7 separate regions of the Mus musculus genome follow, and all the other regions are linked to region 6. The links are chromatin contacts, called in public ChIA-PET and promoter capture Hi-C maps. All regions are on one chromosome and are shown on one strand. The core of a region is the stretch at or near the end of the contact, and the rest is flanking DNA. Distances in the headings are between cores, read along the strand shown.

Evidence for each region. Promoter capture Hi-C pulls out the DNA fragments that hold promoters and counts their contacts. ChIA-PET counts read pairs in DNA pulled down with a chosen protein or histone mark. Capture Hi-C pulls out chosen DNA fragments and counts their contacts.
Region 1: a promoter capture Hi-C map of liver shows a contact between it and region 6, with 2.8 times the contacts expected there. The contact joins the promoter of Zfp689 here to the promoter of Coro1a in region 6. A contact is called at or near these places in 6 of 39 promoter capture datasets (the C10 cell line, hippocampal neurons, liver and 2 more), 1 of 115 datasets of contacts at active chromatin or transcription factors (pancreatic cancer cells) and 1 of 9 other capture datasets (liver).
Region 2: a promoter capture Hi-C map of neutrophils shows a contact between it and region 6, with 4 times the contacts expected there. The contact joins the promoter of 1700008J07Rik here to the promoter of Coro1a in region 6. A contact is called at or near these places in 3 of 39 promoter capture datasets (liver, neutrophils and pre-B cells), 1 of 115 datasets of contacts at active chromatin or transcription factors (large pre-B cells) and 2 of 9 other capture datasets (liver and pancreatic islet).
Region 3: a contact with region 6 is called in a promoter capture Hi-C map of pre-B cells, with 2.7 times the contacts expected there. The contact joins the promoter of E430018J23Rik here to the promoter of Coro1a in region 6. A contact is called at or near these places in 5 of 39 promoter capture datasets (fetal liver, liver, neutrophils and 1 more), 1 of 115 datasets of contacts at active chromatin or transcription factors (memory CD8 T cells) and 1 of 9 other capture datasets (liver).
Region 4: a contact with region 6 is called in an RNA polymerase II ChIA-PET map of memory CD8 T cells, with 126 read pairs. The contact joins the promoter of Prr14 here to the promoter of Coro1a in region 6. A contact is called at or near these places in 3 of 39 promoter capture datasets (liver, neutrophils and pre-B cells), 3 of 484 Hi-C or Micro-C datasets (CD4 T cells and CD8 T cells), 5 of 115 datasets of contacts at active chromatin or transcription factors (bone marrow-derived dendritic cells, memory CD8 T cells, pancreatic cancer cells and 2 more) and 2 of 9 other capture datasets (adipose tissue and liver).
Region 5: a contact with region 6 is called in a promoter capture Hi-C map of liver, with 3 times the contacts expected there. The contact joins the promoter of Phkg2 here to the promoter of Coro1a in region 6. A contact is called at or near these places in 3 of 39 promoter capture datasets (liver and pre-B cells), 3 of 115 datasets of contacts at active chromatin or transcription factors (double positive thymocytes, embryonic forebrain and memory CD8 T cells) and 1 of 9 other capture datasets (liver).
Region 7: an RNA polymerase II ChIA-PET map of memory CD8 T cells shows a contact between it and region 6, with 9 read pairs. The contact joins the promoter of Zfp688 here to the promoter of Coro1a in region 6. A contact is called at or near these places in 2 of 115 datasets of contacts at active chromatin or transcription factors (large pre-B cells and memory CD8 T cells).

The regions. Positions count from the first base shown.
Region 1 is chr7:127,447,763-127,451,382 of GRCm38.p6, forward strand. Zfp689 (zinc finger protein 689) reads right to left here and starts at 1,396. Exons shown (of 3, transcript NM_175163.3): 1 at 892-1,396; 2 at 601-714. The coding sequence starts at 1,096. B130055M24Rik (a long non-coding RNA gene) reads left to right here and starts at 628. Exons shown (of 2, transcript XR_869949.3): 1 at 628-1,809.
Region 2 is chr7:127,510,279-127,514,237 of GRCm38.p6, forward strand. 1700008J07Rik (RIKEN cDNA 1700008J07 gene) reads right to left here and starts at 2,591. Exons shown (of 1, transcript NR_024331.1): 1 at 160-2,591. Srcap (Snf2-related CREBBP activator protein) reads left to right here and starts at 1,705. Exons shown (of 34, transcript NM_001304266.1): 1 at 1,705-2,060; 2 at 3,887-3,959.
Region 3 is chr7:127,391,781-127,395,230 of GRCm38.p6, forward strand. It overlaps E430018J23Rik (RIKEN cDNA E430018J23 gene), which reads right to left and starts at 1,841. Exons shown (of 3, transcript NM_198011.2): 1 at 1,473-1,841; 2 at 1,221-1,334; 3 at 1-735. The coding sequence starts at 1,656. It also overlaps a transcript of Zfp764 not described here.
Region 4 is chr7:127,470,120-127,473,773 of GRCm38.p6, forward strand. Prr14 (proline rich 14) reads left to right here and starts at 1,495. Exons shown (of 11, transcript NM_145589.2): 1 at 1,495-1,858; 2 at 1,979-2,147; 3 at 3,476-3,597. The coding sequence starts at 1,836.
Region 5 is chr7:127,571,611-127,575,266 of GRCm38.p6, forward strand. Phkg2 (phosphorylase kinase, gamma 2 (testis)) reads left to right here and starts at 1,738. Exons shown (of 10, transcript NM_026888.3): 1 at 1,738-1,846; 2 at 2,244-2,356. The coding sequence starts at 2,262.
Region 6 is chr7:126,702,583-126,706,279 of GRCm38.p6, forward strand. It overlaps Coro1a (coronin, actin binding protein 1A), which reads right to left and starts at 2,234. Exons shown (of 11, transcript NM_009898.3): 1 at 2,070-2,234; 2 at 394-592. The coding sequence starts at 591.
Region 7 is chr7:127,420,390-127,424,258 of GRCm38.p6, forward strand. Zfp688 (zinc finger protein 688) reads right to left here and starts at 1,645. Exons shown (of 3, transcript NM_026999.4): 1 at 1,420-1,645; 2 at 1,016-1,129. The coding sequence starts at 1,615.

The DNA of each region.
Region 1 (3,620 bases), core at 146-2,645, 740 kb after region 6:
CTTTCTGCTTCAGTTCCTGCCTTGATGTTCCTGCCCTGCCCTGCTTTGATGATGGATGTTTACATGAAAATATCAATGAAATAAACCCTCTTCTCCCCAAGCCACTTTTGTTCATGGTGTTTATCACAGCATAGAAACCTCTGACCAAGACAACTCCCAAATATGCAGCTGTTGGTCTAGGAGCACTTTGAGAGAGTTGTAAAAAAAAAAAACAAAAAAACCTTGGACTGTATTTCATCCAGTAGTTCACAAGCCTAGATGAACATTCCAATCAATGGGGCTTTTTCTTTTTTAAAGTCAAGAGTGAACCAGGGGCTAGAGAGAGATGTCTCAGTGGTTAAGGACTCTTTCTAGTCTTCCCAGGACCGATGGGAATTGGAGAAGTTCAATGGAAGCTAAGTCCCGGATCCTGGAAAGCAGTAGTTATCTTTTTCAAAGCTCAGTAATTCACTTATGTCAATGAAGTACCGTTTGTAGTTCGTATGCCCACAGTACAAGCAACCTGGTTAACTCTCATCAGACGACAAATTTAGATTGGGTCGACAGTTTAGGGCATTACTCAGGAAGGCAGTATGGTTTTCGTGGGTATTTTTCACTCACTTCTCTGGAATGTTACCCATCTCCGGTACTCCTGCGGATCTAGGGCTGCTGGTTCCCAGTCATCGGTATTTCGTTCCAACCAGGAGATGAGAGCTGGTTTGGGACCTGCGCATCCTGGGGAAGGAGAACCAGTCAGAGAGCTGGCCCGAAGAAAGGATGCTAAAAAATAAACGCCAACCCCTAACAAGCCGATCGCAGGTCAGGACCCTAGGCTCCCTGCCCCCACTCTACCCCGCCCTCAAGCTCCATCATCCCTTAGGCCCCGCGTAAGCAGATTGGGCCGGGCCTCACCGAGCGCGCCCAGGAGGCCGTAGGTCTCGCGCATCACATCCCGGTACAGAGTCCTCTGAGCGGGCTGCAGACACCCCCACTCCTCCGAGGAGAAGTACACGGCCACGTCCACGAACTTCAAGGCCCTTGGCCTCCTGCCCCTTTTCCGAGTAGGTCCAGCCTCTCCGACTGCCCGCAGGAGAAGCGGAGCCGAAGGTGGCGCCATCGGACCTGCTCCCCGGCCTTGCCACGGGGACCCGGAGACCTAGAAGCTCCGTCGGGAAGGCCCGGAGGAAATCTGAATCGGCTGCCTGAGGGGCCGGGCGGCCCGACACAGACCGTTATTCAGGGAACTCCCGCTGGAACTTGGGTGAGAGGCACCGGAAGATGCCTTCGGGGAAGATGGCGGCGCTGCTCCTGCACCACCGCTGCCTAGAACACAGGCAGGTTCCAGCTATCGATTTTATTGACCCGAACGCCATGCCGACTTCTTAACCTCCTTGCCCTAAAGTGTAATGGCGCTGCGAGATGGCTTCTTGCCTACTTTCCTCCTATCTATTGCATTCGTTTATTGGTTGGTAGCTGAAGATCGGGCGTTCTGATTGGTCATCAATGAAGGCGGCCCATTTGAATGAAGCCAACGGATTCTTAAGGGCAAGAAGGTGGATCCTGTGTCTCTAAGCCGGTTGTGAGAAGTCTTATGAATGGGAGGCTTTTCTTGTGTTCTCCAACGCTTGTTTGCCCTACTTGGAGAAGACGTTTCTACAGGTCTTCCAAAGGGAAAGTCACACAGTGACAACATGGATTTTTGAACAGCTACATCCTACGATCATAAAGGTGTCACAGCCAGGAATTCTGAAAAGTACTAGATGAGAAGGGAGCGGTGGTAAGGATCTGGTGCACAAAAGGCGCGTCTGGTAAAATTGAATGACTAGAATGGTAAGTTGACTGGTCTTGTACCTTGGGCAGCTCCTAAGTAGTCTATAGAAGTGAATGGCCTACCTGAGTACCAAGGAAGTTCGCTTGTTTAGAGGTGAGACCAATAGCTTTGGGCTTACCCTTTCTTTGTACAGTGGAATGCACATTTAGGCTACCAGGGGGAACAAAAGACAGATGGCTAGTTGATCCTTTCATTTATAATGAAGCAGGGAAATCACCCCTGTACCGTTGCTTTCCGAAATAGTGCAGCTGTGTCAACGTGTGTCAGGAGTGCATGGGCAACATAGACCCTGTTTTTAAATGAAGAGTGTATAGCCCAGTGGCAGGCATTTGCCTAGCATGCATGGGGCCCAAAGTTCTATAAAAGTATTTTTAAAATAGATACCCAGGACTGGGTATGAAGCCGAACCTATTGCTCCTTTCTGAATAATTATCAGGTAAGGAAGACTGCACAGAGGGTAAATAGGATTCGCACATCTAGAGGCCACACAGAGAGGCTGTGCCTTCGCTGCTGAGAGCCAGCCAAGCACCTGGACTATTCGAGTAGATGGTGTCTGAAACTTTATGTCTAGAGTCCTGGACTCCCCCCTCCATAGAGAACTACAACAAAAATCATAAGACAGCCGGGTGCAGTGGCACGCACCATTAATTCCCAGCACTTGGGAGGAAAAGGCAGGTAGATCTCTTGAGTTTGAGGACATCCTGGTCTACAAAGTGAGTTCCAGGCTATCCGGGGCTATCTCAAAACCAGCCTGCCTCAAAAAACAAATGAACAATAAAACCCCCACAAATCTGGATCAGCTTCCTCAAAATCTGTTACTAGACATAGGAATGAAATCCAAACATGGAATGTCTTCTTTGTGGCTCTAGCAACTCTTATGTTGGGCAAAACGCTTTAAGACTAATTTCTCCCCAGCTGGAGAAGTGGCTCAGTGGTTAAGAGCACTTGTTCTGGGGCTGGAGAGATGACTCAGCAGTTATGAGCACTGATTGCTCTTCCAAAGGTCCTGAGTTCAAATCCCAGCAACCATATGGTGGCTCACAACCATCTGTGATGAGATCAGATGCCCTCTTCTGGTGTGTCTGAAAACAGCTACAGTGTACTTACATAAAATAAATAAATAAGAAAAAAGAGCACTTGTTCTTACAGAGGACCCAGATTCTGTTTCTAGCACTCACATGGTGGCTAACAATCATCTGTAACTGTATTCCAAGAAATCTGCCACTGTGTCTTCCAGCAGCAGCAGGTACACATGTGGTACACAGATATACAGTCACACAAAACACCCATATTCATGAAGTAAATATTTTTTAAAAGATTCAGTCCATGGTTCATGCTCAGTGACTGCCAGCACCCAGAAATGCAACCTTAAATGTTAACACACTTTGATTTCACAGACTGCCTAAGGGATCACTTCACCATAAACCCAGACTAGGACAAGCAATATCAGTCCTAGAGAGAAGTAGAAAAACTACTTATTAATGAAAACAATAATTGCCTCCTCTTCTTTTTCAGATAGGGCCTCATGTTGTCCAGGCTAGCCTCAACACTATGTAGCTAAGGATGACCAAGAGCTTCTGGTCCTCCTACCTCTTAACTCCTGCATGCTCAATTATAAGTATGCACAGCATACCCAGTTTTATTTGGTGCTGGGATGAAACCCAGGACATTATGCAAACTAGGTGTCTTAAAGTTTCTATTGCTATGATGAAACACCATGACCAAAAAGCAAGTTGGAGAGGAAAAGGTTTATTTGGCTTACACTTCTATATCATTGTTCATCACTGAAGGAAGTCAGGACAGGAACTCA
Region 2 (3,959 bases), core at 1,341-3,840, 810 kb after region 6:
CAAAATGTAAAACAATTATAAATTGCCAAAGTGTAAGCAAAAGTGTGAAACAATTCATACTATGGTATCATTTAGATATAGGGGACTCAACACTGATTACTTCTGGGTAGAATTCTCTAGGCAGGGTACTGGGAACATTTAGGAATTTTTTTTTTTTTTGCAGATAATCCTTTTACTGATAATTCATACTACATTTATTTTTACAAAAGCAAATATTTATTACCTCTGTAATTTTAGAATTTATTTTTATAAGTGTTTGCCTGAATGTATGTCTATGTATTAGAAGGTTTCAATTCCCTTAAGACTAAAGTTAGAAACTGTTAAAAGCTTCCATGTGGGTGCTGAGAATCAAACCCTGTGTTCTCTAGAAGAGCAGCCAGTGCTCTTAACCACTTAAAACATCTCTCCAGCTCTGCCTCTGTAAATTATTTAAACACACACACACACCTTTAAAGTACTAAAGTGAAAAAAAGCAACACATAGTTACTATAAGATTATATGCATATCCTTTTTTTTAGACAGGATAATCTTGAACTTTAGAATATTAGTGTGTGTGTGCTCTGTGTGGTTGTTTGTATTGACTTATGCAACAGCACAGGTTGGCCTCAACCAGTAAATTGGGATTGTGCATTTATGCTACCATACCTAGCTGTAAAGAATCTTTCTTCCAGTCTCTATTCAACTTCCATTTCCCCTCAATAGCTTCTCCTCTGTCCATCGCTGATTTATTTTTATCCTGTTTTCTTAATTATTAGTTATGTTTTGGGGCAGGGTCTTGTTATGTAACCAATGGCTCAAAATCTTCCTTGGAACCGTTGTAGATAATAAATGCATCCTTAAAATCGGAAGGGAGTATCAGATTCTCTAAGAGATTTTTTCCCCCCTAGACACAGGAATTTTTCTCTGTAGCTTTGGTTGTCCTAGAGCTAGCTTCATAGACCAGGATGGCTCTGAAGTCAGAGATTCGTCAGCCTCTATTGGGATTAAAAGCCATGAGCCACCACCACCCAGCCTTTTTTTCCTTAAGGATTTTTATTTGACTTGAATGGGAGTTTTACTTGCGTGTATGTCTGTGCACCGTGTTTGTGTATTGCTCTCTGAGGCCAGAAGAGGGTGTCGGATTCCTTGGAACTGGAATAACTGTTAGGAGCTTCTTTAGTGTGGAGATAGAATGTCCTCTCAAAGTGGAAGCAGCCAATATTCTTAATCACTGAGCTATGTTCTCAACCTCTCAAAATAGTTCTTAAATGTAAAAGACTGCAAACCTATGGTACTTGTATTTGAGAGTTCTTGGGAAAACCGGTGTTACAAAGTCAACCGCAGCTGGTAGTGGTGGTGCATACGTTCATTCCAGGCAGACGCAGGAGCAACTTTGTAAGTTTAAGGTTAGCTTGATCTACATAGCGAGTCCATGTCAGCCAAGGCTACATTGTTAGACCTCACCTTTCAAAAACAAAAAGTAACTGCTGTAGGAATCAGTAGGTCTAAGCTCTTCTACTCATTTGTTTCATTTCACTGGGTGATATGTAAGAACAAAAACTCCGAAATCCAAAGGGTGGTCCCAGTGGGCAGCTGCAATGCAGCACGAGTTTCAGACCTATTGAAGCGTGCTGGGCCAGCATGGAGCCTCGGAGCGAACTACAACTCCCACCTTGCTTTGCGCCGCACAGTCCTACGCTAGCACGCGAGCCTACCCGCCCCTTCAGCCTCCAGTTACTGTGTATCGCGAGAAGACGGGCCGCTCTGGCGGTAGCGATAACGAGCCTTGGTGGTGGTGGTAGTGGTGGTGCTAGTGGCGGTGGCGGCCGAGACGGCGGCGGCCATTTTGGTGAGGCCTCGGGAGCAGCGGAGGCGGCGGCGGGGTCGCTGGGAGTAGCGTCTCCTTTTTCTTCAACTCACCAAGCACCTCTTCGCGGCGTGACTGGAAGCGGTGGGAGCATCGGGGTGGCTCGTGTTACGGCCCTTAGGGGAATTTAAAGTGGTGAAGGCGGCGACCAAGAGGGGGCCCTCCCCCCTCCTCGGCGGGAGGGGGGGTGGTGAGCACGCCCCCGAGGACGCAGGTAAGGAGAGGGAGACAAGATGGCGGAGGCCCCACACTTTCCCCTCCCCTGACGGGTGCCTGCGCGCGCATCTGCGAGCGCCGCTTCCCACCTTCCCGGGGTGCTGCGCGCGCACCGCCCGGCGGGGCCCCGGGGCTGGCGAGCGAGGTTGCCTGCGCGCGCTCCCGGAGCCGGGGGTGGGGGGGAGGGCGTCGGGCCGAGCGGCACCTGGTGTCAGAGCGGCGCCTCGCCCCCCTCCTGCCCTTCTGCGCACGCGTGCGCGAACGAGCAGCCCTCGAGAGGACGGACCCAGGTGCGCTTCTGCCCGCCCACCAACCTGCCTCCCCTCGGGGGCGCGGACGAGGGAAAGGGGTGCACGGGACGAGTAGTCCGGGCGCGCGCCCACCATAAGCCATTTAGGAGCCCGAGACTTGGCGCACGAACCCTTCCTTCCCGAGCTCTTTGCGGTCTGTGGATGTGGGGGCGCCGACGGACGCGGACATCTGAGTCCTGTGACCCGGTCTATGGGATCGGGTTCTGGCGGGAATCCCCCCCTCCTCCCCTCCCCAATCTGGCCGTGCGCGCCGCCGGCTCACCCCGCCTCCGGGCCGCGCACGCGCCGGCGCCTCCCCCAGCCGGTCGAGCACGTTGGGTGGGGTGGGCGACCGCGAGGGGGCGGGGCCGCCGTCTGAGGAGTCAAAACTTGGCAGAGGTCAAGGGTCATGCTGGGTCAGTCCACTGCGGGGGGGGTGGGGGGGTATTGGGAGGTCATAAAGAAGGCTGGAGTCCATAGTTGGGGCCTCATGGTTTTGGATTACCTCCAATCCTTGGAATTTCTGAAGGGTGAATCAAGGCAGCACAACACCTAGATAAGGAATTAACTAGGCAAATGCTTCCGGATCTTGAATACTTTATTAACCCTGCTTGTTTCCGGCTGTTAGGGCTCCTTGGCGCCTTCCTCACTTAAGTCTGCTTATAAAGCTCTTTCTTGCCGGGCGGTTGGTGGCGCACGCCTTTAGTCCCAGCACTTGGGAGGCAGAGGCAGGCAGATTTCTGAGTTTGAGGACAGCCTGGTCTACAAAGTGAGTTCCAGGACAGCCAGGGCTACACAGAGAAACCCTGTCTCCAAAAACGAAAAGCGTTTTCTTTAAAGTTCTTTGGCCGTTCCACCTCGCTCTTTCTGTATTCAAATAGCCCTCCTTTACTTTATAACTATTTGCTTTTTGTTTTGGGGAACTCCGCCCTCATTTCTGTTAAGTCCTCATTGAAAAGACAAGGAAGCTGTCAGGCATCCAGGAGGCGTTGTTAACTTCTAGATGAGAAGTTTCTGTCCTTCAGTTGTCTGTCAGAGCTTTAAGTACTTTTAGCTTTTAAAACGTTTTGTTGTCTTCTTCTCTGCTCTTACCCAGCCAGAATGTACAACCCTGTGAGATTCTCCGTACAAAACACTTTGTGCTTTGTTGCCACAACATGTATATACACCACATCCATGCTTGGTGTCCAGACAGGCCAGAAGAATAATCTGGGCCACTGGAGCTGGAGCTATTGTGAGCTGCTATATAGGTGCTTGGGACAAAACCCAGGACCTCTGCAGGAGCAATGAATACTCTTAAATCCCTGAAGCATTTCTCCACCCCCACCCCCAAGGCTGAGCCTTGCCCAATTTACTACAGCCTTGCCTAGTTTACTGTATGACTTTCTGAAGCATGAGCTTTCCCTGTTACTGTTCTGTGAAGTGACTTCGGATGTATTTTAAAGTCCAATAAAGCTGGTGTACGTAACCTTAGATGAGTATGGATTGACACATGTGGGTCGTGTCCTCACTGCTGCTGCTTCTCCTGTTTTAGGTGTGATTTCCTTCAGTACAGCACGGCACCGTGGAAGTGCAGACTCTCACAGGGGGTGTGGTCTCTGCTCACA
Region 3 (3,450 bases), core at 591-3,090, 690 kb after region 6:
CTCTGCCGCAGTGAGTGCAAGTGAAGGGGGTCACACCGCTGTGTACCACCCGCTGGTGCTCACGGAGCCCAGAGCTCTGGCTGAAGCAGCGTCCACAATCAGCACAACAGTAAGGCTTCTCCCCAGTGTGGACACGGAGATGGGCAATGAGGCCAGAGCGATGCGTGAAAGCTCGGCCACAGTCAGAGCAACAATGAGGCCGTTCCCCTCTGTGTATGGCCCGGTGAGAGCTCAGGGAAGAAGGCCGGCTGAAAGATTTGTTGCAGTCAGGGCAATGGAACGGCTTTTCGCCTGTGTGAGTGTACATGTGCGCCACCAATGTGGACCGCTGGGTAAAACTCTTCCCACAGTCAGGACACTGATGCGGCCGTTCCCCTCGGTGTATGGCTCGATGCATGCTCAGGGAAGAAGCCCGGCCGAAATACTTGTCGCAGTCTGGGCACTGAAATGGCTTTTCACCTGTGTGAGTGTACAGGTGCTCCACCAGTTTGGACTGGTGGGCAAAACTCTTCCCACACACATGGCACCCATGACGCTGGTCTGCTTTTAGGATAGGGTTGTGCACCGCAACAGTGGGGTGCCCCTGCTGAGAGTTCTTGAAAAGCAGCTCCAAGTTGCAAGAAGGGGAAGCAAAGGAGGGGCGTGGCTCCATAGGCCCAGCTTCTGGAGAAAGTATCTTCTTGGTTGCCTTGGTCTCTTCCCTTGGTCTCTTCCCTTCCTTCTCGTGCCTGCAATCTGCTGGGAGACCATGACAAAGCTCAGACTCTGACTCTACTGCCCCTCGATTCCCACAGCCCCACATGGAAACAGGGCACAGGAGGGGAGAGGCCACAGCATCTGAGCATGCGTGGTGCACAGATGTCCAGATGCAGCATAAAGAAAGGTGTCTGTGTGGTCCCCATTCCCAAGTGCAGTGAGCTAAGCACTTGTCAGAGGTGGACAGCAAGAACTGAAGGAGACTCCAGAACGCAGTCACAGAGATGGCAGCAGAGGAGTGGGAACGAGGGGCTACAACCTATACAGCCTAGTGACCCTGTAGATATGAGGTGAGAGCACTGGACAGAACCCTTTTCAGATGAATCCAGGGGCCAGCCATCATGGCTTTGGCCAAGAAACAGAAAAACAGGGAAGAAACTGCCAGGCAGTAAGTGCAGTCACTAGAAGACACCACACAGGCTGGCAACACAGAAGTTTCCCCAGGCAAGTACCCAGTCCTTCACCTGAGTGGACTTCTGTCCTGCACATGGCCACCTCTGGCTCCTGGGCACCGGGTCCCCACACTTCGGACTCTTCCTCCACCCAGCAGATGAGCGCTGGTTTGTCGCCCCCGACTTCTGGAGGGAAAGATAGCAAACCCCACGAGTCAGGTCGACCCACTTGTTACGACCACCCGTACCCAGGGAACTCCGATCCACCGCATGACCCACAGTGTCAAGGGCTACGCGAACCCAGGCGGCCAGGAAGGTTCTCACCCAGAGAGGCCAGGAGACCATAGGTCTCGCGCATCACCTCTCGGTACAGGGTTCTCTGCGCCGGCCGCAGACACCTCCACTCCTCCGGGGAGAAGTACACGGCCACGTCCGCGAAGCTCACAGTCCCAGGCTTAAGGAATGCAGGCCAAGCGGAGGCCCTTTCCGGGGCCATCCGCGGCGCCATGGGGACTCCCCGCACTGTTCCGTGATCTGCCTGGCGTCCCCTGGATCGCCTGCCAGATCCTAGGTTGCCGCGGTGGGGTACCAGGGCTGAGAAAGGACATATATCAGGTCCGTGAGCACCCTAATGTAGGTGAAAATTGAAGATTCCTAGAAGCAGGTACAGATGCAAGACGTGGTGATGAACTCATAGAAATGGTAGCAGTATTTGTGCATAAACGTGTGGGGGCGGGGCGGGGCGGGGCGGGGCGGGGAGTAACAAGAACCTTGATCCCTGGGGTCCCGCCCAAGGTTACGTCACCGGATTTCCTGGGTCATTGTTTTCTAGCCCTCATCCAAAATGGCCAAAGTGTCTACAAGTGCCAATCTAAGACCAAGACTGAAGTGGACGTGCCTATGTGGGCGGGGACTCCAGGACCGCGAGTATCGTGCAGTTGAGGAATGGTACAGATTCTGTGTGTTCACACCACTCTCAAGTTAAGCTAGGTGGAAGCAGTCTGTGAATTTTGGGTTGGGGTAGAATCTGAGAAAACTCATTTCAGAGATAGAAGTTTAAAAATGAAAGCTTTATTTCTGTGCACGCGTATGTAGTGGCCAATTTGGGAGCTGAACAGCATCCCGGAACAGAGCTTATATAACGTTTTCATAGGATGAAAACACAAAGCAAGGGGGACTTGGGTGCACTGTTGCGTTAGTCAGTCTTTCACACAATGGGTTAAGCAAGGAAGTTAACTTTGGTGACTGGACCTCATCAGCGTCACTTTGTTTCAGGTTCCTTGATTTAGCTTTTGCAGCCAGGTCGCATCCTGGACTGGTCTGGAATTTAGAATGATAAGGGAACAATGGAGTGGGCAATCTGCACATTTATGACTTGTGTGCCTTAGTTTAGACAGCAAATAACAGCAACATCCCTCTTTACAGCCTTTACTGGATAACAAACATGAAACACCTAAAGTCACAGGATAGTTGTTAGTTCCAGCCTGGGATCCTGAACCCTGTCAGCAAGATGGAGGTCCAGCAATGGCTGGACTCAGGAATTAACAGGTGTTTGGTGTTTTTCTTCTGGTCAGTGTATTGTGGAGCCCCAGAAAGCCTGTGGCAGGAAGAATATTAATAAGCTAGAAAGTATAGCAGTCTCAGAGGTTGTTTCCACCAGCTTGGTCTACACATCTCAAAGTAGTTGAGAAATACTGTCCTTGACACATGTCTGAGATCATAGAGCTGGTCTTTGATCAGCCAGGACACTCGGAACATTCACGACCTAATCTTCTAAAACTCTACATCTGCCCATCTGGATTTTTTTTCCCCTTCACTTCCAGGAAGGAATTAAAGTTTCTGGGAAGATTGTGAGATTCCCATGAAATATCCAAGAGAGGAATGAGGCCCTACTCACGGTCATATACATCCAGGTTTTCAGTCTGGTTCATTGCTATTTTAATATAAAATACCTACCTATGAAAGGAATCTTGGCTGGGCAGTGGTGGCACACGCCTTTAATCCCAGCACTTGGGAGGCAGAGGCAGGCGGATTTCAGAGTTTGAGGCCAGCCTGGTCTACAGAATGAGTTCCAGGACAGCTAGGGCTACCTAGAAAGCCTGTCTCGAAAAAACAAACAAAAAAAAAAAAAAAAAAGGAAAAAAGAAAGAAAAAAAAGAAAGGAATCTTATCTGTACTCAGCATCATTCACAGCAAATGTTAATTTGCTAAATTTCTTTCTTTCTCACTGGGGAGGCGCTTCAGCCAGACTTCAGGACAAGGGGCTATCTTCCTTTGTCATGCACCCATAATTTTCCCTGCC
Region 4 (3,654 bases), core at 245-2,744, 770 kb after region 6:
ACATACCAACACACACACTGAGACACAGAACAGCTAATTCTTGGGGAGTTAGGAGCTTTGGTTAGGTGGTAAAGGCGCATTCATAGTGCAAGATGCCAGTAAATGACCACTTCTTCCCCACCAGTAGTCCAGCTCCTAACAAAAGGTCCTTTGGAGCAGGCTCTCCAGCATTAGGATCGACTGCTTATCTCTTATTCCAAAAGACTACCTGACACCCTGCAGAGGACAGGCTCCTCTTCCAAGAGTTACTTCTGCCAGCCCAGAACAGGAAGGACAATGAACCGGCTCCACCAAGCAACCCCAGGTTGGTTATATTAGTCGCCTTCTGAGTGGCCTGCAGACACTACCTAGGAAGAAAGGAGGGGGGGGGGGGAGGAGAGAGAGAAATGCTAGTGAATGAAGCTCACCGCACCCAGCCTTCTCCCCACTTAGGCTGTTCCTGGTCTCTCCAGAAACTGAATTGGAAGCTAGAGGCCACATCAGGCCTACTCTTTAACTTGGGATCTTCAGGTTTTCCGTCCCGCCGTCCCGACTTCCGGAACTTCAATCCTAAGGAACTTAAACCTAAGAAAATGGGAAATTCCCAAATCCTTAACATTTAATCGATATTCACCGGCGTTAAGAACAAGAAAAATTACGTTAGGTGGAGAAACTTTAGCTTTCCTACACTTGTCCAAATATAACAAGAAACGTGATATAGTAGTTGGTCGCTGACCAGCCTTTGAAAAATGACGCTTTTCGGTCGACTAGTGCTAAAATCAGACTGCCCTCAATTAAAATGGCGGTGCAGGCACAATTGAGCTTCTTTGCCCCTACGTATTATGGCGGGCAGGAGATTTCACGCAGTTTCTCCTAACCCCGGAAGACCGGAACCGGCAATTGGGCGGTGCTTAAGACACACAGAAGAAGGCCTCTGACGGTTGGACAGCGCTGCATAAGGCAGGCTTTAAAGAAGCCGGAGGTGGGAGCTGTTTGAAACCCGGATCCTTGGAAAGCTGCGGTGAGAGGCGTAGGGGAGGGGTGGGAGTGGGGGGGACCGGGCTGGAGAGAGGGCCGGGAGGCGGGGGGAGAAGAAAACGTTTGAGCCAACTGGTCCGGGGCGCCCGAGAACGCGGGGCGGGGATCCAAGTAGGGCGGGGGCTTGGGGTGGGATGTTACCGGTGGGCTGGACCTTCTGGGATTGGAGTGAATGGTCTACCGGTTGGTTTGACAGTTTATAACCCAGAATCCGGACTGAGTTCAGTGATGAGTTTAGGCCTCCCCCAAGGGGAACTTCGTTAAGCTGAAGCTCTCAGTGGGAGGAGGCAAGTTGCGCGGCTTCTGATTGGAAGAACCGCGCAGTAGGATTCTTTCCACAGAGATCCAATTTAGGCGATCTGGTAGGAGGGAGGGCTGTTACTAAGTGGAGTAATTCTTTTGGAGCTCTTGCTTGGTGGGGCGAGGACCACAGAGGAATCTAGCGGAAACGGAAGCCTCTCGGGACCGGGATCCCACCGGATCCCAGAGAACCTCAGGGAGGCATCTAACAGGGACAAAGGTCCCAGGAGGCTCGAGCGGTGGGAGAGCTGTAACCTCCGCAATCCAGTCTCGCGGCAGGTGCCAGGCAGGGCCCGAGTGATCAAGGCGGCTGCAGCGGGAAGACCCGGCTCCGAGAGGCCGGCCGGGGGCGCCCTTTGGAGGAAGGGCCTGTGCCCTACCGGGAGCCGCAGGCGGACTATGAAGGGCGGAGTCCCGGGGGAGGAACTGGCCCTCATTCCCCACTCCCCCGCTCCCCAATTTACCCCAGGCCTCAGCCTGGGATACCCCAGGGACTCCCCGGAACCGCCGCTTCCCCCATGGACTTGCCTGGGAACTCCAGGTGAGAGCGTACCCCGCCCGCCTGACTTGAGCTCGGGAGACGGGGATGCTGACGGCTGCACCCGACTACAACAGAGGCAACAACAGGTTCAGGCAACTGTCTTCTACTTTCACCCTCCAGCCCTTTTACACAGCCAAGCCTGTGCCGTCAGCCTCTATCTCGAGCATCATGGGAAGCCAGGAGCCCGAAAAGACCGAGGCTGCAGCCTTTGGGGACCCCTTCATCCCTAGAAAAGGCCTCTCGGAGGGTCCTTGCCGTGGTGTTGGAAGATGTCATGACTACAAACAGGGTGAGCCCTTTAAGTGAAAGACCACTCCCTCTTCCCTATCCTCCATCCCCGCCCTGGCTTAGTACTAAAGTCAGACCAGTTCCACTAAGCCAGCCTTCAAAGCAGCCTCCATAATGCAAGACCATATGGTTTTGGGTAATTCATGTGCCTGTCCAGTCACCCACTCACCCAACCACATCCTACTAAGTATGAAAAACTCTTCTGACTGCCCTGTTATCGCTATCCTTTGCTACTTGGTGGGTTCTTCCATCCTCCCAACCCCCTAACACTAGTTAAGAAAGAAAAAGAATAGAGAGGAAAGAGATCTCCGAATAAAGGCAAGGGAGGGAATGGGGCGATGGTAGGCTACTTTCTGCTGATTAGGGGTGTCGAGTTCCTTGGGGCAGGTTTGATCTTCGCCATCAGGATATCTACTTTCTTCTTGTGAATAATAACAAACATCCAATCAATAACCAACCCATTCCTTGGGGGCCTTAACATGAAAAGTCCCCAGAATTCCAAAAGTCATACAATTGCAGAACCTGTCTGTAGCTGGCAAAATTATGCCCCTGCTGGAGGCAAATCTTAGTAAGTTGCTATGGACAATCTAAAGCAGTCCCATATCCCACACCTGGGAGTAAAACAAAAACATGATATTTTCGTGCTTTTTAAAAAAGAAACCAAAGCCGGGCAGTGGTGGTGCAAGCCTTTAATCCCAGCACTTGGGAGGCAGAGGCAGGCAGATCTCTGAGTTCGAGGCCAGCCTGGTCTACAGAGTGAGTTCCAGGACAGCCAGAGCTACACAGAGAATCCCTGTCTCAGAAAACAAACAAACAACCCCCCCCCAAAAAAAAAACCCAAAAAAAGAAAGAAAGAAAAAAAAAACCCAAAAATCCAAAATTGTCACTTCTCTGTTCTCTTGTTCGGAAGCATGCTGGTAGTGTCTTTGGCCACAAGGCAGACATGAGAAAAATGGTACTGTCTTTTACCATTTTTCTATTTCTCTAGAACCTGGGTAAGAAGAAGAGATTACATCATTTCACGCCTGTAGTTCCTGACTAATAATATCTCACCCCTAATTTAGACCAAATCACCTCTTTTAGGGATTTTCGTGGAGTCCAGCTGAAAATCTCTTTCACCTCTGTGGCTAAGGACACAGTGAGACACAGAAGACCCTGTCCAGTCACTCTATTTCTCTGGGTTTTGTTTTGTCTTACTGAGACAGCGTCTCACCTTTTAGACCAGGCTGGCCTGGAACTCTGAGCAGTCTTCTGTGTTAGCCTCACAAATGCTGGGATTATAGGCATAAACCCAGTTTTGCTTGCATCTTACAGCCCTTCCTCTTGTAGGTCCCCCTGACACACAAAGAGGACACTCCCAGCCCACTGACTCACAACCATCATCAGGATCCTGTCTGCACACAGTCACCTGCTTTACCATCCCAACAGGTCAAGTGGTCCATGCAAGCCAGGTAAGTGTGAAAGGGAAGGGTTTAAGCTGAGAAGACAGCTGAGCCCACTGACCCCGC
Region 5 (3,656 bases), core at 488-2,987, 870 kb after region 6:
TGTGAACAAACACTTATTCATCCCAGATAGGGCATACTGAAGGCCAAAGAAAGTCACTAACCACTGAGTTTATTTGGTTTTATATAGGAGCATAGTGACTCAAAAGCAGCTGCATCACCGAAAATCACTGTTTCTCCTTTATTCATCAGGTGAATAATTTATATACTTTCTCAATTTTTATACCCATCTCTCTCTCTCTCTCTCTCTCTCTCTCTCTCTCTCTCTCTCTTTTCAGCGCTTGGAGTTCTGCTTGGCCTTGTTCCTGCTGGGCAAGCATTCAATAGCTAAGCTCTATCCCAAGTCCTGCTGTCATCTTTAAAATATGTTCTAGTCAAGTATAATGAACATGCAGTAAACCCCACCTACTTAAAGTCTGTGAGTTAAATGGAATATCGGGAGGCTCAGGTTGTGATTCCTGACACATTATTGTTGTCCTTGGTCATTTCCCAAAGATCCCTGGTTCCTTTGTTTGCAACCAAGAGAAATCAGCATTTAGACTTTATACTAGCTTCTGTTTTGGGGGTCCTTTTAGAAATCAATACTGGAAAATATAAAATTATTTTTTAATCTGTTTTTCACCATTGCCCAAATTTTACCTGTAGTTCTTCCTCTAGTTCCAGATTTCATATTCTCATAGGAAGACTCTTCGGTTCCTAATTATATGAATACATTATTTTGACTAATTTCAGAATAATTATCCCCTGTGTACCAACAACAAACCTACTTAGGAAAGTTCAAAACTATTTTTGCAAGTTGTTAAAGTTAAGCTTGATGAGGAAAGGCTCTACAGTGACAGAAAGCAAAAACACTAAATTACTTGGTTTCCTTATAGAAAAAGCTGTTAGAAAATCATGCTGTAATCTAGGCGTCCTGAGCCTTAAATCCCAGCACTCAAACTGACTGATCTTTGGAGTTCCACCCCAGCCTGGGATACACAACGAATCCCTGACTAACAAGGGCTACATAGTGAGACACCGTCTAAAAAAACAAAAATTATCATTTCTCTTTTGCTGGACTGTAACCTTGAGGATTTGCTTTTTTCTTTGCTGTTACTCCAGAACCTTGGTTTTAGGATATGTCTGGCTTTGGAATTACTCTAGGCAGGACCTTAACAACCTTGTGTACTTAATGCAGGAGGGTCTGGGAGCAAGACGGTAGGAGTCTGTGACCCCAGGATGATGGACACTATCCTGAAAGCTCTAGTCAGGACCAAACGGCCAAGCTGCATATGCATTTTGTTTTGTTGTGTTTCTCAAAACAGTTTCTCTGTATAAACAGCCCTGCCGGTCCTGGAACTCACTTTGTAGACCATGCTGGCCTCCATCTCAAGAGATCCATCTGCCTGCCTCGCCTCCTAGTGCTGGGATTAAGCGTGCATGACCACACTTGTCTACACGCAGGTTTCCACAAAAAAAGGAATTTTGGAACAGGCTCTTACTATAATAAATGAGGATTCCAGAAGGAAACTAAAAGGGCCTTGTCCGAGGGCACGGTGAGGTAGTGCGGAGACATCACATTTCCGGTAACCTAACTTCCGTGTCTCTTTACAGACCAGCAGCACCAGGAGAGAAAAGCAAGTGCTACATGTTGATTGGCTGTTTTTCAGGCTCCTCCTCATGGTGGAGACCTTTTGGGGACTTCTAGCGCCAACGGCCTTGTCCGCCCTGGAATCCCGTCTTCCTATTGGACTGCCATTTTCCAATCGGAGGGTTTCTAATCCCTAGTTCTCAAACAGCAGGGGCCATTGGCTGCAATGATGGGGGCGGTGCCTTAGGTCGCTGTGGGAGCCTTACAGGTTAAAGCAAAGGAACAAACATAAACCAAGCAGCTGAGGGTCTTTGCGCAGGTTAGACTGTTCCCTCCTCACCCCCCTCCCCCCACCCTCCCTTCCCCCTCCCCGCTCGCACGGGTCATCCTGCTCGAGACCCCCGCGCCCCTCCCAGTGGACGCCAAGTGCGCTTGCGCGGTAACAGCCGCCCGCACTTGTGCCATTTCCCCCTTCTTCCGAGCCACCTTTCCCCCCTCCCGCCCTTCCCTATCCTCTTCCCTGCCCTGCTTCCCTCCCTCCCCCCTAGGCCCTTCGTTGTGGTCTCCCCGGTCCTGATCCTTCCCCTACCCCACCCCCAACCCCCAGGACCCTGGCGCCCCAGCCGCAGGTGCTGCGCCCCCGGGAGCCACGATGTGCATCCTCTCAGAACCTGTGGGCCTCCTTGCCCTCACTGCCCTCCGTTTCCTCCTCCCAGGCCCCCACATCCCTCAGAATGACGTTGGACGTGGGGCCGGAGGATGAACTCCCTGACTGGGCTGCGGCCAAAGAGTTTTACCAGAAGTACGACCCTAAGGACATCATTGGCAGGTGAGCCTTCACAGCTGAAGCATACACCGGCCCAGTGTAGTCAGCTCCCAGCCAGGAAATAAGGCTTCCTTCTGAAGACTGGATAGTTAGGAAGTGGACAGTGGAAAACAGTTAGTGACTTGGCTAGTATTCCGAGTTAACCCGCATTTTTTCCTCTATTCATCTATATTGTCAACAATTGTTTGTGGTCCAGACAACGGGAAGGTAGAAAATACCCATCACGTGAGCATTTCAAAGGTATCTAGTTCGAGAAGTAGGGGTCTGTAGAAAAGATGCTTGGAGCTGGGCGGTGGTGGTGAATGCTTTTGATCCCAGCAGAGGCAGGTGAATCTCTGTTGAGTTGACACCAGCCTGGTTTACAGAGGAAGTTCAAGGACAGCCAGGACTACACAGAGAAACCCTGTCGGGGAGGGGAGCAGGGATTGCTACTGTGATCGCCACCACAGATGCTTTATGGTTTAGTTTCAGAAGCATAGTGTATTGGTTATGTTGTGTTAAGCACCAAGAACACCGGGTGAGGGAGTGACAGAACAGGAACCCTGAGGAAGTTTCTGTCTTGGAAATGTTTCTATCTTTACATAATGAAAAAAAGATAAAGGTCGAAAGGAGCGTTAGGGGAAAAAATAAGTAGGCAGTAGGATTCAATCAACGGGGTCTCCACAGAGGAGGGGCTTTAGGAGACTTCTAAGAAAATGACAGGAGGGTTGGGGGAGGGGTGTTTGGTTGTTCATGGTGCTGGGGATTAAACTCAGGGCCCCATCCTAAGAGACAGTGCTTTACTACAGAGCCACATTCTCAGCTCCGAGGACTTGAGCTGAGACATAAAGTGTGAGAATAGGCTGGGGGGGGGGGGTGTCTTCTCATTTAGAGGGGGCAGTTAGTGCAGGGCTCAAGGCAGTGGCTAGACCATAGACAGAGTGGGGAAAGACAAGAAAGGAAGTGAGGAAAATGGGGCTTTAGGCCATGATGCGGACGCTTTCAGAGCGGTACCATGACGTGGAGCGTGCTTGTGAGCAGGGCGCTTACTCTCTGCGCTTGGGTTAACGAGGGTAAAAGCAGAGCCCACCTTCTAGTCTGCTGTGCATTTGGTGTGAGTTGGGGAATTGTGTTAGGACACTTGTGGTGGCACTTAAAACACTTAGAAATTTAAAAAGCTCTTTCTGGCCTTTATGTAGAGATAGGGAAGGGCTGGTGATGGTGACGCCTGGACTCGTGGCGATTGCAGAGCTGGAGAGAAGCAAGCAGGTGCAAGTGATGGCTTCAGAGGAGAGGGGATATCGGTCATAAGGAAGGGGAAAAC
Region 6 (3,697 bases), core at 984-3,483:
CCCTTTTAAGGTAAAACTTGGGGCCTATCTCCCCTTCCTGTTTCACCCCCTGAGGAGTCCAGGAGTGAACTTCAGCTGAAGAACAGCAGGCTCAGAGGGGAGGAAAAAAAAGGGTTTTGCCTCGTCTCCACCAGGGCTTACGCTTGAAGGGTCCCCAAAGTCCTCGCCAGACCTGCAGCCTTATCCTTAGCAGAAAACCCCAAGCCAAGATTTGGGGGACCTGCCCCCCTTGTTTTGTCCCCAGAGAGCTTAAGTAGCAAATGGCCCTGTCCCATTTTACAGATATCAACACAGAACCCCAGGGAAGCTGGGTCACAGTCAGCTACTGAGGACCCCACAGTCTCCATGGACAGCAGAGTCCTCCCCAGGACCATTGAGGTTCCGGAAGCTCACCTTGCCTAGGGGTAGCACCAGGAAGGCCCCTCCCCCACTGGCCTCACAGATCAGAGCCATGAACTTGGGGTTGACAGCGCAGAAGCCACTGTCCCAAGTGGTTTGTGAGACGCGCACATCCTCATAGCACTGGTCAGCCTTGGCTGGCTGTCCAAACACGTGGCGGAATTTGCTGGAGCGAACCACCTGCCGGCTCATCCTGAAGGATACAGATTGTAAACTTTTCTTTGGGTCAATCCCAGCCGCACTTTGTCATCCCCAGAGCAACCCTTGGCCTGGCCTTGAGGGTTCCAGCATGGCGTCTGAGGCACCCTGACCATGACTGACAGCTTGCTTATCTCCCTGCTTACCCTCCCCAGTTTTTCTGTCAAATTCCCAGGCACTTCAAGCCACACCCTCAATCCTGCACCATCAGCCCCTACAACAGCCTGCTATGGTGTGGCTCCAAGGGTCTGGTTCTTGACTAAGACACAGTGCCTCCTTCCTAGTGGTCCAGACAGTCTGGAGATAGGTTCCCTCCTATCGAACTCTTCTAGATCCCACATCCCTCACACAGAGCTTCCTAAAGGCAGGGCAGGGCTTCTCCCTGGCCTTCCAGCTCAGGGATGGCACACAGAGGGATGCAAGCCAGCTTGCCTAGGAAGGGATGCAGTAGCAGGATGGCTTCCCCAGGTTTCTGGCTACAAGAAGCAGCAATGGCTTGGGTCCCAGCATCTCCCCAGACCTCTGCTCCTAACCTCCGCTCAGAAAAAAAGCAGATGTTCTTCTGAGCCATTTCTGCTTCCGTTAAACTACACTCAGGAGAGGCCCACCCTGACTTCCCTGAGGTCCGCTAAGATGGTTACCCACTGTGGCTAGGCAGCCAGCTAGTGAAGCCCAGGGGCTGCCTCTATCCTGTGCCCAATCCCTCCTCCTTCCTGCTCAGTAAAGGAACCTCGGCTGCGCTGTGGAAGGCATCCTGCCCAGAGCCTCTATCCACCTCCCCAGCCTCACCCATCTGCTCTGCCTTAATGGGGGACTCAGCCCCTTCGTGCTGGGACTCCAGTCCTCGCACACCCCGGTATCACCAAGGAGGCTCCCAGGTCTATTAAAAATAAAAGCAGGTGAAGTGCCTGAGTGAAGTCTCCAAGACAGGAAGGGGACACAAGACCCCAGTGAGCAGTCTGGATTTGGGAGAAGGAAAGCCCAATCCAAGGTAGGGGCGGAAGATGTGCCCCACCCGGCCTCCTCCCCCACCCAGGTACCAAGCCCGGAAACCACGGAAAGGGGAACTTAGTCTTGTTTTGCACTCAACCCCTTCCTGTCTCAAAGCTCAGGGCAGCTACTTGGCTCACCCCACCCTGCATCCCCCACCTTCAGAAGCTCCCTCCCCGGGGCATAGGTTCTGAGCCCAGCTACGGCCGCTCCCAGGAGCCCACCTCCATCTTGGTCACGATGGTCCTTAGCCCTCACCTTGGAGCACTCTGGGACCTACTTGCCCCTTCGAACTCCCTCGTCCTCGATCCTCCTGGCGGGGCTCACAAACCGGCTCTCTGTCCCCAGCCTGGTGGCTCTGACAGCTCGCCCGCCCCCACAGTCCCACAGTCCTGCCCCCACACTGGCGCTGGCCCCACAGGTGGCCCATGGCAGCGTTGCCTGGCCCTTGTGACCAGCCCTCCCCCGGCGCCCAGCCTCACCTGCTGCGGAGAGCTGAGCGTGACCCCTCCCAAGTAGAGGAGGAAGGAGAGAAGGATGGAGGAGCTGCAGGCTGGCCACCGAGGATGCTCTGTCAAGACAATGAATGAGCAGCGGCCGTGCGCCGGCCTCCTCCGGGTGGTAGCGCCCCTTTGGGCGGAGCTCATGGAGGCCCGGCCCTTCGCTCCAGGGCTGCAAGACTGGGACCGCTCCCCATGCTGTCAGCTCCAACCCCCGAACAGATGCTGACGCGAATCAACTCTTCTTTTAATGTCAGAACGCAAAAATATCCCGTTCCTTCATCCCTCCCCCAGCCGCCCGCTGCCTCCTCGAGGTCCTTTCCCTGGCACCGGAGAAAGCTTTAGAACGGCTTCAACCAGCTTGAGAGCCTTCTCTGCTACAGGAGGGACCTCTCCTGTCGTTACCCCAAATGGATTTCTGGGAGGCCTTGGGGGGGTCATTTCTCCTTTCTAGGGATTTAGGGCTTCAGCGGGGACACCCTTGTCCTCTGCTTCGTGGCATTGAGGCCCGGAAGAAGTAAAATAACTGGGCATTATGGAGCACCTGTTCTGTGCTGGGGCTATGGAGGCAAATGAGTAGTGCTCCCCCTCTAGAGAGCTCTCGGGCCATGAGAAGAGGGAGTCGGGAGTCCGTCTGACACAGTTTAAAAGCCACTGAGTACACACAGAAGTCTGATATCACACACAGCTGGGCTGTGGTCCATTCCTGTCCCTTGAGGGGAGTGGGTTGTCACGGTAGCAAGGGCAGAGGAAGAAAGGCCTTTGCTGGAACCATTGTTGTGACTCCTGGCTGTCACTCATTTGAGTGACCTTGGGCAGGTTAATTTAATCTCAGCCCCAGTTTCCTGTCTATAACAGTCTTACCTGCCTTCGTATGGAGATGGTCACTCCAAGGATAGCTGGATTTGCATCTACAGAGTGGCAGGTATTAATTAGTGTTGGGGTCTTACAGTCAGATATGGTGGCCCACACCTGTAAATCCATTACTACGGAGGCAGAGGCAGAAGGGTCAGTGAAACCAAGGCCAGCCTGGTCCACATGTAAGCTCCAGACCAAGGCTACATAGTGAGACCCTGTTTCAAAAACCCAAAAGATGTTGGTTCTTTTCATTATTGCCATTTACCAAAGCTTTGGGCTATCCTGGGAGGAAGAGGAAACACCACAAGTGGCTCTGGAGAAGGGTAGGGGGCTGAGGCGCAGTGTCAGCAAAGCTCAAGGACACAGGTGTGCTGACAGTCATCTGTAGTCAGGAAGCTGAGGCAGGAGGCCAGCCTGGGCTACATAGCAAGACCCAGTCAGAAGAAACTCTTCTTTAAGGTAGAAGTAGTTCGAAAGAACAGAAGGGGCTCCAGTTGTACTGATTAGCCGTGTGATCTTGGCCAAGAGGCCCCACCTCCCTGAACCTCAGTTTCTGTAGGAGAGAAACAAGAAGTCCTGCCCACCTCACAGCTAACGGTGCGGTGCGTAAGGTGTAGTCTGAAGTGTTCTGCAGTTACTCAGTACAGGGTTGGATAGTGCCTGAGGCTCTGTGACTGTAGCCAGCGACTCTAGAGTCTCCAGCTAAAGTGATAACAGTAATGGGGCTGAGAATGGAGTTCAGCTGGCAGAAC
Region 7 (3,869 bases), core at 395-2,894, 720 kb after region 6:
ACTGACCACTCTAGCTGTTACCCAGGCAGCACCAAAGCATAGCCCGGTGGCTAACACGGAGTTGTTGAAAGTCAGTTAAAATCCCCTTCCTCCTGTGTCAAATGGGAAAAAGTAACGGTCCCCTGACTTCCAGGATTGTTGGATTAAATACATACATGCTTATTGGTCACTTAGTAAATGCTCAATAAACAGTATTTACTGGTGTATTTTGTAGTTGGTTTTGGTGCAGCGGTTCTTTGATAGATGAGGCACCATATTTGCTTCAGGGTTCTTCCACTCAGGGTAGAGATGGGAGACGAGCCAAGCTGTCATTATCCAGGCAGACACTTTTCTTGTGTACCACTTTGCCTTGTTCAAGAACTATGATAGGCAGACAAGTTCTATTTTTAGGGGCATTTTAGGGATTTTTGGAGGGTAGGGGTGGTGAGCTGAGACAAGGTCTCACAGTATGTTGTCTCAATTGGCCTCAAATCCCCCTGCCTCTGTCCCCCCGGGGTACTGAGATTAAAGGTGTGTGCCACAATGACCAGCCTTAGTTAGTTTTAAAAAGGGGAAATGAGTGTTATTTTAACAAACATCTGGAAACATAAACATTCTTTGAGTTCTAGATTCTCCTACTCTGTTTTTTTTTTTAAGATGTATTTATTTGTTTTTATATACATTGGTGTTTTGCCTACATTTGGTTCTGTGTGAGGGTGTCAGGTCCCCTGGAACTGGAGTTACAGACAGCTGTAAGCTGCCGTGTGGGTGCTGGGAATTGAACGCTGGTACTTAGGAAGAACAGTAGGTGCTCTTGACTCATGGGCCATCTCTCCAGCCCCCCTACTGTTTTTAATAGGACAGCTCTCCTGAATTTCCAAAACTCTGGAGTAGATAGGCTTTCTTTTCTTTAGTATCTGAACATGTAGGCTCTAATCTGTAGGGATGCTGGAATGGGGAATCTGAAAGAAAGGTTTACTAGAGAAGAAACCCCCGGACAAACAAGGTTTCAGGAGGACTTGGGACAATCCCTCACCTCTCGGAGCTCCTCCCAGGCTTTCCCCCTCCTCAGGATCCTGGGCGGCGGGGCTCCAAGCCTCACTCCCCTGTTCCATCCAAGAGATGAGGGCTGGTTTGGGGCCCGGGAACCCTGAGAGAGAACAGGGGTCACAGTGCTGGCCTGAGAGGCTGGCCGGGGCAGATAGCATCCCACTAGGGTGAGGGCACCTCCTCGGAACTTATGCACACATTAACCTGGACAGGGTTTGCGATGCTCTTGCCTGAATGGAGACTCCCGAGGAAGCCCTGAGAATGGAAGGTGACTGATGCTGCTGGTGGAAAAGTGCGGGATGAGGGCTCATAATCCACTTGATCGGTCTACTGCAACTCCCCGGTGAACCCCCAGGAGGATGGGGGCGGGGCTCTGACTCGGGGCCTCACCGAGCGCGCCCAGGAGGCCGTAGGTCTCGCGCATCACCTCCCGATACAGGGTTCTCTGCGCGGGCCGCAGACACCCCCACTCCTGCGGGGAGAAGTACACGGCCACGTCCGCGAAGCTCACAAGCTCAGGCTTCCTGAAACCGGGCCAGATCTCCCCAGGCATCGGAACCAGCAGTGAGGCCGGGGGTGGCGCCATCGGGGATCCTGCCCAGGCAGCGGCTTGGCTGCCCTAGCCTTCCGCTTCCGGCCTCCGCAACCGCGGGAAACCACGCCCTTGGCACGCCCCTTGGTCACAGTTGCTAGCAACGCGTGCGGAACGAACGCGGCAGCCTTACTGGCCGCAAGGGAATGCAGAGCAATAGTGTTTACTCCACAGCTGCTCACACAAAGACACGAAGGTGTGAAGGGAACCGAAAGATGTCTTCAGAAAACATGGAGACCGCCTAGCTTCAGTTGTCATTGACGGCACTGAGGTGCCCTTTCTGCAGCTTAACAAACTTCGGACTTCCACTGCCCGCGGCGCCCCATTTGCCCTTAAATACAATGACCGCTTCAGGAATGTTGGTGTTCGTTTCTATGTGTAGGAAAGAGAGACCTTCAAAAAATACCCGCTACCTGCTGCCTCATGGACCTCTGTGCGCAATTACAACGGCTGATGATTGGCTGTAACGGCAAGGAGCAGCAGTGTTGCAATTGGCTTCGGAATGGCGGGACATCTGAAACTGTTCTGAGGACCTGGGCATCCCTGGTGCCTGAGATAGTGTCTCCCCAGTCTCCCAGTGTGCGTCCTGCTGATGTAACTGGAATCTGATGGTTAGCCTCTAGAACCTGGCAAAGCCTGAGTATTGCATTTCAGAAACTCAGTTCGTGTCTTCAGAGAAGTTGACAGAATACTTGAACCGGTGGTTCTGCTCGCTTAGTCTGTATATTTAAGTTACAGGCTAAGGGGTGTGCTTAGTGTGTTTCTGCTCGGATGAAAGCATATTCTGGGACGTGGAAGCCCAGGAACCACACAGCCCAGAGGTGGGACAGTCTCCTAAGGGAAGGGTATTCTGAGACATGGGGGCTCAGGAACCACAAGCTGGAGGGTCCAATGTGTGGAGGGATGAATCCAGAGAAAGCTGCCCTCTGCTCCTTGGAGCAGACAATAGGGAAGTGAACAGAGGGCAGACCTTATATAGGACTTCTTAGGGGGTAGAGCTTTTCAGGGCAGAGAGTAAAGATTGGTGGGATTTCAAATCCTGATCTTGGGGAGCTCAGGGCTTGGTGTTTTTTTTTGTTTTGTTTTGTTTTGTTTTGTTTTTCCCTGTTCAAGTGTTGGTGGGTTTTCATGCTCAGAGAGAAGTGGGGTTTTGTTGTTGTTGTTGTTGTTGTTGTTTTTCCTACTCAGGGATTGGTGGCTTTTTTCCACCACCCCCTTTTCCTGCATTGGGCCCATGGCTACAGATGGCTTTGATTGAGGTAGCATCTCTGTGGAGCTGTGTGGGGAGGCTAGAGAGGGGGTGGACAGCTCCTGCAGTGGTGTTCAATTCACCAAGGCTGTAGGCTGAGGCAGGAAAGGTGTCACCCACCGCTCCTGTGGGACAACTCCTGCTGAGATGGGAAAAGAGATGTGCCACCGTGGACAGCTTCCATGAAGGCTGCAGGCTGAGAAGGTAGAGAGGTGTGGCCTTTCTGACATGAGCCACCATTTTGACAGCTCCTGTCGGATCATTTTACAGCAGCCGTAGGGTGGAGGGAGAAGGAGGGGTCAGCCACAGCTTTGACGGATTTTGAGGTTGGAACTGGAATGAGAGAAAGTTTTAAATTGCATTGTAATTTTTTGCCAAGTTTATTAATATGTAGGTGGAGCCAGCAGTGGAGGGCTTGTGTAAGCCCAGCACTCAGAAGACCCAGGTGGGAAGAGTTGTAGGCCAGTCTGGGTTACAGAATGAGGCTGGGTCAGAAAGAAAATATATTAATTTAACCCCATTTTTTAGAAAAAAATAAATAAATTGAGTTTTAGCATATATGTAGCATATCTATATCTATCTATAGATATAGATGGGTTTTTTCTTTGTTCTCTTTATTCATTGCTTTGTGTGAGTTCTTTATGGGTTCTTCTGTCTCCTTACAATATCTTCTCTATGTGACTTCACACAGCTTCTCCTGGCTCATCTGTCACCAACTGTCTTCTCACTCTGCTAGCCCAATTTACCTTCACTCCACTCAATCTCTTCTCTACCCCTACTCTGAAGAGAGAATCTCTTATAAGCATCACCTGTCGATAAAAAAGCCAATGGCCAATGAGCTGAGGAAGGGAATAGGAGGTGGGACACTAGCAGGAAGAGAGAGGATTCTGGGTACTAGCAAGAGCTGTGAGAGATTTGCCTAGGAACGCTGAGGAGACAGCCATAAACCAGCCATGTGGCTGAACTCAGGTTAGAATAAAGAGGACATTTACCCTGGAC